2 separate regions of the Gossypium hirsutum genome follow, and region 1 is linked to region 2. Evidence: chromatin contacts called from public Hi-C data. All regions are on one chromosome and are shown on one strand. The core of a region is the stretch at or near the end of the contact, and the rest is flanking DNA. Distances in the headings are between cores, read along the strand shown. Region 1 holds the start of LOC107951387 (trihelix transcription factor GTL1). Region 2 holds the start of LOC107951320 (U3 snoRNP-associated protein-like EMB2271).

Region 1 (6,729 bases), core at 321-2,820, 680 kb before region 2:
CACTTTTTGGCACTCCTTTTGTAACCAAGTTCCGCTAACTTCCTGCCAAACCCAGCCCCTTGTTTACTCACATAACACATAATCAAACTCTTCTTTTAAAATTAAAAGGAATTTCTCTCGGGATTTTCAAATTCTGGGTTGCTAATTTCAAAAGACGTGAATAATACTACTAGTGGTAAGTAAAAAAATAAAGAGGAATATATATACATATACATATAATATAAAAATGGAAAAGATTGGATTGGTTAGAGTTCATGCAGCGGATCTGGGCCTTTTCAGCCTTTACTTATTCTTTAATTAATTATAAAAAGAAAAATGAAGATGCCCCAGCTCGTGAATTGTGATGGAAACAGATAGAAACCATGTGCTTATGGAGAGAAATGCATTCAGGAAATGATTATAAAATTTTTTACTGGAATTTGCTGTAATTTTATTATTTAAGGAACTGAAATTGGGTTTGTTTGATTTACCTGGAAACATCTTCCCAAAGAGGGCCTTTGACGGTGGCATCACGAAAAATACCATCCATATCTGATCTAATCTTCAGAAGTGCAAGAGTCTCTTGACGGGGCCACCTATTGCCACTTGCAACTCCACCAGCTCCCCCTCCTACGCAGCCGTGGTCGTCACCTAGTCGATCCCCTTCATCTCCTTCCTCGGCTAACCTCATCATCAATTCATCGGGATTCCCAATGGCAGCAGCTGGTGGCCTGTAACTTATAGGAGATGCCTCTTCCAACTGCTCCGACTGTTCGCTCACCATGTGACTGCTACTCGTTGCATCAGTCGTTGGACCACCACCCATCTCCCCATATTGAGATTGATGCCCTCCGCTGCCGCCGCCTTGCTGCATCTACTTGGAAATCTGTTTTGTTTTATTTTTCTCCCACCAATAATAATCTTTCATATCCTATGAATGTTGCATGAAGATTGTTCCACTTCCATTTGTTCTTATAAATACCATACACAACAATTCACTTCAATTCACTCACTCACTGTGTTTGCTCTTTCTCCGCCCTCCTCCCCCACACAGCTTCGATGCGAGAGGGGGGAGCCGCTCCGGTGATCGACACGTTGTAATGGGGTCTAACCCAGTTAACCAAAAAAATAAAAACAGAGAAAGTTGGGTGAGAAATTGGACGATGTTAAATAGATAAGATCGAAGAGAGAAGAGTTAGTGGTGACCTCTTCGAGAAGTAAAAAAAGAAAAGGGAGGGAGGTGAGCTAGCAGCAGTAAAGAAGAAAGAGAGGAAGAGGAGGAGGAAAGGGTATAATCATAATCAACTGCGCCTATCGATCTGAAGAAAAATAATAATAAAGGACAGAATAAAGAAGAAAGAGAGAGAGAGAGAGAGAACAAATGAATGGAGATGACGATTACGAGGATGATGATGATTAAGAGAGAGAGAGAGAGAGAGAGAGAAATAAAGAGGGGGGGGGGAGGGAGGTGGGGGGGAAATGAAAATGAAGATGAAACTGAAATCATAGAAATGATAAAACAAAAACAAAGGGAGGTATAGATGATGCTTTGTTGTCAGGAGCTTTGTCACTTTGCAGCTAATAATTGTTAAACCCACTTTTGCCTCCTTACATTTCTTCTTATTCAATTATTCCCTCTTTTTTCCCCTTTTAAACAATTTAATTACGCTCTCAATTATATATTTATATATATGAAATTTAATTTATAATTAAATATAAATTTAATTTTATATTATTTAATTTAATAATTGGAATTCAATTAAATTGAATTTTATACATGATTAATATTACTCAAGCATAAAATATTAAATAAGTGAATAAAAATATTAAATCTAAATTTATAAGATTTTGTATTCTAAATTTGAGTTGTAAAGTTCTTCACTACCATTTTAAAGAAGTATACTTTTTTCGTAATTCGTAATTCAATTTGACAAGTTATTTCTGAAGATGTTATCTATTGAATTTCAATTAATAAACCAAAAGTGTAAAAAAAATAACTTTTTAGAATTAAAAGTAAAACGATTAAATTTTAAATTTAAAAAAATATAGGGGCCAACACTATAATTAGACCAAAATAAAAAGGGGGCAAAAAAGCTATATCTCAAGTCTGAAAGTCGAGTGTTAGGAATTTCAAATAATAAAAAGAAATCTAGTGCCAAAGCCTAATCATTTCTCTCTGCCGCTCCAATTATGTCCTTTTGAAATTGACCTAAATCTAACTCTCTCTTCTTCTTCTTTTTTAGTTAATCTCTAATTATTATTATTATTATTATTATTATTATTATTATTATTTTGTGAAATTCTAATTGGGTGTTTTAACGGGGAAAGTATAGAGAAAGAAGAAATTAGAATAAAATACGTAGGTTTGAAACAAGCAATTAATTGAGGCTTTACATTACCTTTGGTAATACAAGCATGCACGTAGACGTTGGCTACTTAATTGTGTGTTTTACAATTAAAGAAAAAAAGGAAGGAATTTAAATCCCATACTCTACCAGACCTTTTAAAGGCTTAAACCATAGTTAAAGCAATTAAGCAAACAAGTGCCCCCCTTGTGTTGTCACTTTGATATGACTTTGTTTAAACGAACTTGTCGGCCCCCCCTTTCTAAGTTCCATGTGCATTGGGGACCTTTACTTTTGTTTTTATTATTATTATTATTATTATCATTTTGAAACAATTATGTAATCAATTTTAATATATTTTAAATGTTAATATGAAATAGTAAAATTGAGACAGCAAACATCTTGGCTTCAATCTCCATTATAGGCTTATAATTTATTACGTTTATCAAAATATAAAAAAATATGAATATCCTCAAAACAATAGTTTTTATTTTGTAAAATAAATGAATTTTGGATAAATTCACATCAGAGTTACAGATTAGAAAGTTGAGACTAGGTTGATAAATGATACTAAATTTGATCCTGAGTCAAATGATGTAGAATTTTGTTCAAACCCAACCCATATTAAAAATATTAAATTTGTACCCGACCTAGCTCGATCATAATAAATTTTTTAGATAATTATTTATATAAAAATATAATGTATTAAATACACTAAATATATTAAAATAAATTTTTTTAACAAATTAAAAATAATTAAAAAGAACAACATGTGATTCGAGCAAAAATAACTAATTGAGGTTCAACCATTTAGAAAGTGAGCCTTATTTTTTGCCTAAACCCTCTCACTTTTCAGGCGAACTTTCAGGCCTAGATAAGTGGCCCAACTCATGATCATATCTAGGTGACACCAACTTAATCAAAAGCATTATATCTATCTCAAAATCAACTCAATTAAAAAATTCGTTAAAAATCATTTTCCAATAAGAAATTAATATTAATATTAATATAATACTATTTTTCGCCTTTTATTATTTTTATGTGAAAGGTTTAAATAAAACAACTAAAAATGTAATAGGTAAGGATTTAACCCAATCTGACTTACATAATGTTTAACTATAAATATTTTACCATTTCACCTATAACTCAAATATTTATTTTTTTATAAATAAAATTTCAATATTATATTTTTCTTTCACCTACATTGTGGGTATGAAAATCCAGTATATACTTATTTTAAGTGTTTTATTGAATTGATATTACGGGTCAATTAGACACCACACAATTATGAAATTACTAAAATACTCTCTCAAATATAGATTAAATTATATTTTATGAGAATATATTTTTATATAATAAATCAATAAAATTTTGATAAATAGATAATGAAAATTTTGAATTTATACATCATGCATGATAAATAAATAATTTTACCATTGTAACTAATTCATTAATTAATTTTTAGGTGAACTTTTAATAAATATATTTATTACATAATTTTAGGTGTAAAATAAATTTAATTATATGTGGTATAGATTGTTATTAACTAATTTTACATTCCCCTTCCTTTTACCTTACCTTGTTCAATCTTTTCTATCTTAATTTTTTTAATTAAATTAAAGAGAAGAAGGTAAAGATTATTCATATATAGAATTCAATATTAATATTAAATGAAAGTCATTTTACTCAATCAATTAGTATTGGATATAGTTATAAAATACATTATATTTTTAATGAAAATTTTAAAATTTGAAAATAATATTATTAAAAATAACTTTAAACAAATACAAAAAAGTTTAAAATTTATGAATTAGATATATAAATCGGTACATATTAGATATATATTAAAAATTGTAACATGAGTATTATTTTGGTTTAGATTTTAAAAGAAATTACTAGAAATAAATGTTAATTAATAATTCAAATTTGTAAATAATTATAATGTTGATGAAGCAAGCAAAATTATAATTCAACATGACAGCTACAAACCCTCAATCTAAAGCATGAGGGCATTAGGTATCATTTTAATGATGCCAATACATATCATAGAAAATTAACATTAGGATTTGTTGGTATCATATTATGGTTTTCAAGAATCTCCATCCCTAAATTATTCATTTCTTTTTTTTCCCCAAATATCTAATAAATTCATGCCAAAATAAATTGATATAAAAACATTTAAAAAGAAAAAAAAACTTTTTTAGATTATAGTTGACTTATATTATTAAATCTTTGATTAAATTAGTATTAAGAATCAATAAAAATCTAAAAATATATATAAATATTATTCTTATCAAATCATCCATAAATTTAATTTTACCATTTCAATTCAGATCTCATTAAATTTTTACATATTTTTTTTACCTAATTTCGTTTAGGGTCATAATTTAGCATGATTAATTATGTCATTGTAATGCCAAGCAGGATTAATAATGGCATACACATTAAAGGGCTATGTTTTATGAGGACACAATTCAGGGTTAATATTCTTTTATTTTACTGAAATTTTAAATTAAAAACACACACGAGTAAAGTAATAAAATAATTAAAACTTATTATATTTAAGAAAAATGAAATAGTAAGGCTTTTTCTTAGTATTTTAGTAGAAATCTTCTAAAAAAAGAAATTGTTTCATAAATTGGAAGAAATTAAACTCCATTTATAAATATTAGATTATATGAGGTAAAAAATATCATAATAAAATATTTTAATAAAAAATCTATCACATGTTTATATGTGTGAAAAATAATATTTAGAACAAAAAGATATGTTTAAAAATAACATTCCATAAATAATAAAATGTATGGTTTTAAAACCAATTAAAAATAACACATAAAATATGTGTAATATTAAAATGAAAAAAATATATTCAATTGTGAGTAAAATAAAATTTAAACAGATAAATATATTAGATTAAGAATACTAAATGAATACAATTGTTTATTATAATGTTGTCATCAATTCTAAGTTGATGTCGAGTTAATTTGTAATACCAACTCAATCAACAACATTATTATTGCTAGAAATTCTATCACACGCGTATGTATGTGAAAACTATGTATTTAAAATACAAAGATTAGTTTAAAAATAACATACAATAAATAATGAAATATATGGTCTAAAGCTATTAATAATAACACATGCAATATGTACGATATTAGAATGAAAAAATAAATTGAACTGTGAGTAAAACAAAACTTAAACACGTAAATATACCTGATTAAGAATATTAAATGCACTACAATTATTTACTAGATCAAGGATATTAAATGTCAGGTGTTAAAATCTCATCATATGCAAATTATTTATTGTTTCTTAAAATAAAAAGACTAAAGTACTCTAGAATAATATAACTTTTTTTAAATACAGAAGAACATTTGTGTAATTCCTCTAATCGAGTTGGTGCTCAGTTAACTCGTGACCTAACTCAATCAAGTGTTTAAATAATAGTATAAATATATGCAATTGATGGAAGTAATAAAGTGTGTATAATAAAATTAAAATATACAAAACAATTCAAGGTAAAGCTTTTGTTGAGTGATAAAGTTAGAGTTTTATCAATGCAAATGTCATGTGATCAAATCTCCTATGCAAATTATTTATTATTTTTTAAATGAAAAGACTAAAGTACCTAAAATAATATAACTTATTTTAAATACAGAAGGACACTTGCGTAATTTCTCTAATCAAATTGGTGTCCAATTGACTCATACCACTAATTTAATCATATATTTAAATAATAATATTTGTAATTAATTTTAAAATTTTGTTATTTTAATACTTTTCCACTAAATTAATGTTGGATTAATTTACTAACTTTATAGATAGAATAAATGAGAAAGGAAGGGATACAATTATTTCATAATTTCCCTCCATTTTTATTGTAATATTTTATTTCATCCTCATCCGATTCCATCTTCTATTGTTGAAATGTACCAATGTCATCCAATTTTGAAAAATGGTAGGTTATCCATAGTCATTATCTTTGTCTCTAATAATATCTCAAATAATGATATTATAATTTAATCAGAAACATTATCATTTAAAGCAAATTATTAACAAAAATTCATTTAAAAATCACATTCGGTATGAAAGGAATCAATGCATTTAAGACTCATCGATATGAAGAACTTCGATACAAGTGTTTCAAGTGATAAAATCTGTTGTAAAAGCTCGGTTTTGTAAATATTCTAGAACTAGTCATATATACTAATAATATATTTTTATTAAATTTAGAGTCAAAGTTCGAATAACACCAATTGATCCAATTCAGTTTATTAAATTATAAAAAAAATATAATTACAATATTATTATTAAAATAGGGATATATGTCTTTTAGAAATATCATATAAATGTATTCTTAAAAACTACAGTAAAACAACTCAATTTGTATAATAACCATGAA
Region 2 (6,332 bases), core at 2,570-5,069:
CCCTACTATAGGTGTATTTCATTCCAGGCTTAAGTAGAGATATTTATTGATTTTTATTCCCTTCCCTCTTCACCTTTTACCCATTCCTTGCTTGAAGAATCCTATCTTACCCTTACCAAATTCTCACCTCAAAAACACTCAATCGGCAACCATTTCTTACTTCCTTCGACTTTGGCATTCCTCTCCTTCATCCAAGGTCAGGTAAACATTTTTCCTTCTACTATTCCTTTCATTTTCCTGTTTGCTATTTTTTTTTACCCACAAATTTTTTCTGCCTCTTTTTGTTACTGCTTCCTGCACCATCATCTTTGATATTTTTTTAATAAACATAGTCTCAAATTTGAAATCACATTGGAAACTAGGAACTATGTTGGTAAGTAACATTGAAGCTCTACAACCCATTATTGAAAGAGAGAAGATTTGTATTTTCTTCCACAACTGTAACTCTTATTTGGTATTGAAACTGTAGACTTTCTTGAAAGGTAGACTCAAATTTTTCAAAGGAAATCTTATTTGGCATGATCGATGGTGATTTAATTTTAATTTTTTACTCTTTTAATTTCAATCGTAGGTTTAGATTGGATCTCATGGAATTTCCTTAGATAAAAAGTATTATGGATATCATGAAACGCGTAGCCTTTGAGCTTTAGAAAAGAAAATCGAACTGTATTTGAAACCTTACAATTCGTTTCTTTCCAAGCTTAATTAATTAAATTGGTGTAAATTGAATTCTTATGAAGTTGTTTACTGCAAGTAAGCAAAAAAATTCTTTCAATGTTAGTCAACTAAATTAAATCATTATATTTGGACTATATAATAGAACAAGCCTATTTCTACAAACTATTATTGTGCTACTTAGTAAAGCATATGTGCATCTGAATGTTGTACCTTATATTGCTGGTGGATGTATATGTGCTTTGGTTTCATGCGAAAATGCAATGAGATGCTTTACTTATTTTTACAGTTTCTGTTGATAGAGGAAAACCATACTCACTTGAATCTTCATTTGCTTTGTCATATAGGCCAAAAAGACACCATCAATGGAATCTGTTGATTCTTCTGGTGAAGAAGAGTAAGTTACTCATTACATTTATAGCTTTCTGCTTTATTATTTGGATTTCTTTGAACTAGTATCTCTGCATTTAAAAACTTACCCAGGCTTTGTGCTTTTGCAGTTCTTGCTTAGCACAAGCATGAATCTTAGTCCATCTTAATCATTTGATAGTCAATTGTTTGTATGATCTGATTTTGAGACTGTAGTTAATGTGGACTGATTTTTTTAATCATTGCTGATTTGTTTTGATAACATTTGGATCAACAAATTTCCCATCCTCACTATTTTCCGTATCTAAATGATTGACCTATTTAAAAACTAAACAATCTAACAGGTGATGGTGATTCCAATGAAGCAAACCAATCCCTAAAATGGAATATAAAGCATTTCCACAAACAAAAGGTAAACAAAAGAATCAACCCCAAAAAGTTCTATTCTATAATAAGCAGTATCAATTATGAACTAAAACAAGATAAATCGATGCTTACCCACTTCTAGTATAAGAACAATGATTCATTCCCAGAATCCAGCTTTTGCTTTTTACCTCACTTTTCAAGTCGTTTTTTTCCCATTTTTTGAATGACATGTTAACCAAAACAAAAATATTTGTTTGTATGATTAAAGGAAATTTTTATAAGTTGATAGTCAATTGTTTGTATGATTTGACTCTGAGATTGCAGCCAATGTGAGTTGGTTTTTTTAATCATTGATGATTTGTATTGATAGCATTTGACTTGAAGAGGCTTTGTTTATTTTGTGTGCATCATTAATGGAATTAATACGTCAATTTTAGCCCAATGGTTGGCATCAATATATACTGTTTGTTTTTGAGATGTTTCGTTATCTACCTATCATTTGTTTTTGCAAATGTTTTTAATATTTGGGATTTATATTTTATTTGGTTTCCCTTGTGGATTAGACATGATATTCTTTCCTGAATTTTTTTAATTCAAAATAGGGTTATATGCTTACGAGAATTACTCTTCTTTAGCATCGTGTTTTCAACATTGACTCAATTTTAGTTCATACATGTATATTTTGTAAATATATTATTGCTATTAATAGTAAGGGTTGCTGTTGTTGTATACTATTATGGTTTGTGTGTTAAATGTGTATCCTTTTGAAATAATGGAATGGAATGGTTAAATGTGTTAAATGTATATCCTCTTGAAATAATGGAATGATTTGTATGTTTTAGCTAAAGGAGTGGTTGAAGGTAGCAACAAGAAGGGGAAAGATATCGCGCGTTGAGCAAATCCCAAACCATCTAACGCAAATGCTCATTTTCTTTAGTTTACCTTCTTCTGTGCGATTGGAATGGGTCAGAAGATTTCTTGTTGACCATTAAAAATCATGGTTGTATTGATGATATTTTGGTAAGTTTTTGTGTTTGTAATATTTGGATGATATAATGACATGATAGAATTTAACATATGGATTATGACATATAAGCTAATGAAATCATGGAAAATTTTGTTAATATATGAATATTATATTTGGATATGAAATATAATTCTCAAGTTATTTATTACTTCTAATGTTTTATTTTTTATTGTAGAATAATTAAATTATTTGTTTCACTAATGATATTTTAGCACATTAAATATGTAATGCAGTTTAAAAACAATAAAATAGATTATATATTATTTTAACAATATTATATATTATGATTTTTTAATTCATATAATATAATAATTATATTAAGAATGTTATTAAATTGTATATTATTTTATTAAATTATATGTAATAATAATTATGTTAAAATATGATAAAATTATTTATTATTATTTTTAATAAAAATATATTAAACAATAATTTTATTAAAATTTAATAACAACAATAATTATCTACATAAAAAAATTTTGCTAAGGGTGCTTTGGTCATTTAAGTCTTTTTCCTTATACTATTACAACATCTATTCTATTCAATCAAAAAAAAAAATACTATTACAGTTCTATTTTAGTCCATTCAACCAAACAATTGAATTATTAATTACAAATCTATTCATTAGAGCTCTATTCAATTATAGCTTTATTCTATTACAGTGAATCAAACGTACCTTTACGAGTATTAAGTTTTAATAAGTATTTAGGTTTAAGGTCTGAATTTAGGTTTGGGTATGTAATTGGGTTATGGGCTTTTGGCCTTATAGATTATGATTTATCCGTGTTATTTGATTTAAAATGTCAAAATCGAAAATCAATCGAATAAACAAATTATACTGAACATAAAAATCAGTTAAATTAAAAAACCGAAAAAATTCAATATTTTTGTTCAATTCACTTTGATTTTTCGGTTTAGAATTTTTTTTCCACACCCATAATTATGGGTAATTTTATGCTTTGTATAAAAAATAATTATAATTAGGAATAAATATTAAAATTACCATGAACTTTATTTTAATGTTCAATGTTATATCTAAATTTTTAATTTGTGGAATTTTATATATGAAAATATTATTGACATAATACTAATTTATGTTCATATATTACAAACAAAAACAAATATATTAATAAGAGAATAAATATGCTTTGACGCACTAGAACTTATATATTTCAGTATTGATAATAATGTCAATATCAATTGAACTAAGACTTAATCAATAATAAATATATTTATTTCTTTAAATGTATACAATTAAACTAAAAATTAAAAGTCTAATCCATATATGGAAACAGGATATAGATAACTGCATCAAATTGAATTTCTTGTATTAAATTTCACATTAAAACTATATATATAATTTTATATTTATCTATAAATTATATTTATCTATCTATTATTATTAATCGCAACAGAGACCCGAGCCGTATTTAGATCGCATCACATAAGTACATAATATCAGCTTTCTTATAGAAAAACCCTAGTCTTAAACCCGTCGGTTCTCGTCTCCTTTGCATTTTGAAGAAACACTTCATTTATTTAGCTGTTTCTTCATCTCTGATTGTTGAACTATGAAGAGCAAGAATGAGAAGAAGCGGGGGACGTCGGCCACAAAAGGATGCCCAAAAGGGAAGAAATTTTCGCTGAAAAATGATCCCTTTTTCGAGACGGAGAGTAAGAAGCGGCGGAAAATGGACTACGAGGATGATGACATTGAGTCAGGTGGTTCTGAAGAGGAGGCGGAGATTCAGGGGGCTTCTGACGGAAACGGCGGAGAGGATGAGAATGAGATTGAGGAGACTCCTGGTGAGATTCGGAAAAGAGTGGCGACGGAGCTTTTGGATAAGATGAGGGCAATAGCAAGGAAGGAGAAAGAGGGCAGGGATGGGGACGAGGAAGTGGAAGAAGAAGAGGCTAGGGATTCGCTTGTGGCCAAGATTTTGCAGCAAGAACAGCTTGAGGAGAGTGGCAGGATTAAGAGAGTCGTTGCTTCCAGGTAAAAACAATTTTTTTCTATGTTTAAAACGTCTAATCACTGTTCTAGTTTTGGAATATCGTAGGAGCACTTTTGCTTTGTTATTGAGAGATTGCTTACATTGTTGAATGTACTCAACTCAGGCTTAAAAAGCCAGAAACTGCTGATGGATTTAGAGTCATGGTGAAGCATCGTCACACTGTTACTGCTGTAGCTTTATCTGATGATGACTTGAAGGGCTTCTCAGCTTCCAAAGACGGTACTATTTTACAGTGGGATGTAGAAAGTGGGAAGACAGAAAGGTACCAATGGCCTAGTGAAGATATTCTTAAAAGTCATGGGGCCAAGGATCCAAGGGGTCGCCTTAAAAAGCACAGTAAAAGTGTATTAGCCTTGGCTGTTAGTTCAGATGGCCGGTATTTGGCTAGTGGAGGCTTAGACCGCCATGTTCATCTATGGGATATTCGTACAAGAGAGCATTTACAGGTAGTTCCGCCTTACTTATCAAACTTAGCAGATATACTAGATGATATTGACATATTGTATACCTTATTTTTGGAAAAAGCCCAAAAGTAGAAGGAAAAAGACAACATATTTCTGTTTTTAGTTTAGTCAGTAATATGTAATCTCACCAACTTAACCCATTCCTGTTTTTCAATGATGAAGTGTACAGTTTTCTCAATTTGGCCTTTCATATGTTCTCAACAGGCATTCTCAGGTCATCAAAAGCCTGTGTCATGTTTAAGTTTTAGGCAAGGTACTACAGATCTTTTTTCTGGATCGTTTGATCGAACAATCAAGTATTGGAACATGGAAGACCGAGCTTACATTGACACAATATGTGGTCATGAAAGTGAAGTGTTGACCCTTGATTGCCTAAGGAAAGAACGAGTATTGACAGTTGGCCGTGATCGATGTATGATGTTGTTTAAGGTAAACATGATGTAGAAGTTTTAGTTCATCATCCAAGTAGACAATCATGGACGAAAAAATAACAATGTGATGTGGAGTAATGCTTCTGATAGAAGTTCACTTGTGTTCACTGTACAATCAAAATTGTTGGATATCTTCTAATATGCACCCCCTACGACCCTTCCACCCCCTATATTCTGAGCATATTATTGAACTGCTAGTAGAATTTGTTTCATTGAACTGTAGGCTAGGTGGATACTGGGATATTGCTTTTGTTCTCCATATCTGATAAGCATCCCTTTTGAACCATGCTGACTAGGTTCTCGACCAGTCTCGATTGGTTTTTCGTCCCCCACCAACATCTTTGGAGTGCTGCTGCTTTATTAACAATGATGAATTCTTATCTGGCTCGGACGATGGAAGTATTCAACTTTGGAACGTATTAAGAAAGAAACCTGTATATATTGTGAAGAATGCTCATGCTCTGCTGCCTGCTGGCCAAAATGTTGAACAAAAAGGCTGTGAAAATATCCCTGATAATTGTTTAGGTAATCACAAATATTTCAATTAACCCTGTTTTTCATGTGTCTTAAGCCCAACCCGGCCACCCTAGATACACCTTTTATCATTTAAATACTTAAAAATATTTTAAATGAATGAAGGTCTTTGTTTAGACTTTGGTCTATGTATTTGATTTATGTTCGTAGTTTAGTTGGATTTTGTTTGGCAACCCCCCCCCCAAAAAAAAAAAATCAAATGAACTTTTAATCATTTTTATATATTAGACTTAGTTTAAAACAAAACATCTGATTTGTTTAAAAATGTGATAACTTTACGATGGAATCAAGCTTAAAGTATCTTAGGCTGAGCCTTGCCTGAAGTAGCACTACCTCTGGATACCTCTTTCATTGTGTTTTGCTCCTTAAAAGATTCTTTCTGTTTTTCAATTTTTTTTTAATTTACTTTATCAAAGTGCTGGTATGATATTGTTTTGACTCAAAAAGGAAA

The links. A called contact is a pair of places that touch in the nucleus more often than the background predicts.
Region 1: a Hi-C map of leaf shows a contact between it and region 2, with 2.3 times the contacts expected there. The contact joins the promoter of LOC107951387 here to the promoter of LOC107951320 in region 2. A contact is called at or near these places in 2 of 34 Hi-C or Micro-C datasets (callus and leaf).

The regions. Positions count from the first base shown.
Region 1 is chrA02:41,457,805-41,464,533 of Gossypium_hirsutum_v2.1, reverse strand. It overlaps LOC107951387 (trihelix transcription factor GTL1), which reads right to left and starts at 1,570. Exons shown (of 3, transcript XM_016886435.2): 1 at 471-1,570; 2 at 1-42. The coding sequence starts at 853.
Region 2 is chrA02:40,776,812-40,783,143 of Gossypium_hirsutum_v2.1, reverse strand. It overlaps LOC107951320 (U3 snoRNP-associated protein-like EMB2271), which reads left to right and starts at 3,819. Exons shown (of 7, transcript XM_016886322.2): 1 at 3,819-4,433; 2 at 4,556-4,898; 3 at 5,121-5,345; 4 at 5,644-5,872. The coding sequence starts at 4,009. LOC107951321 (a long non-coding RNA gene) reads left to right here. Exons shown (of 3, transcript XR_001698397.2): 1 at 1-201; 2 at 1,023-1,072; 3 at 2,253-2,597.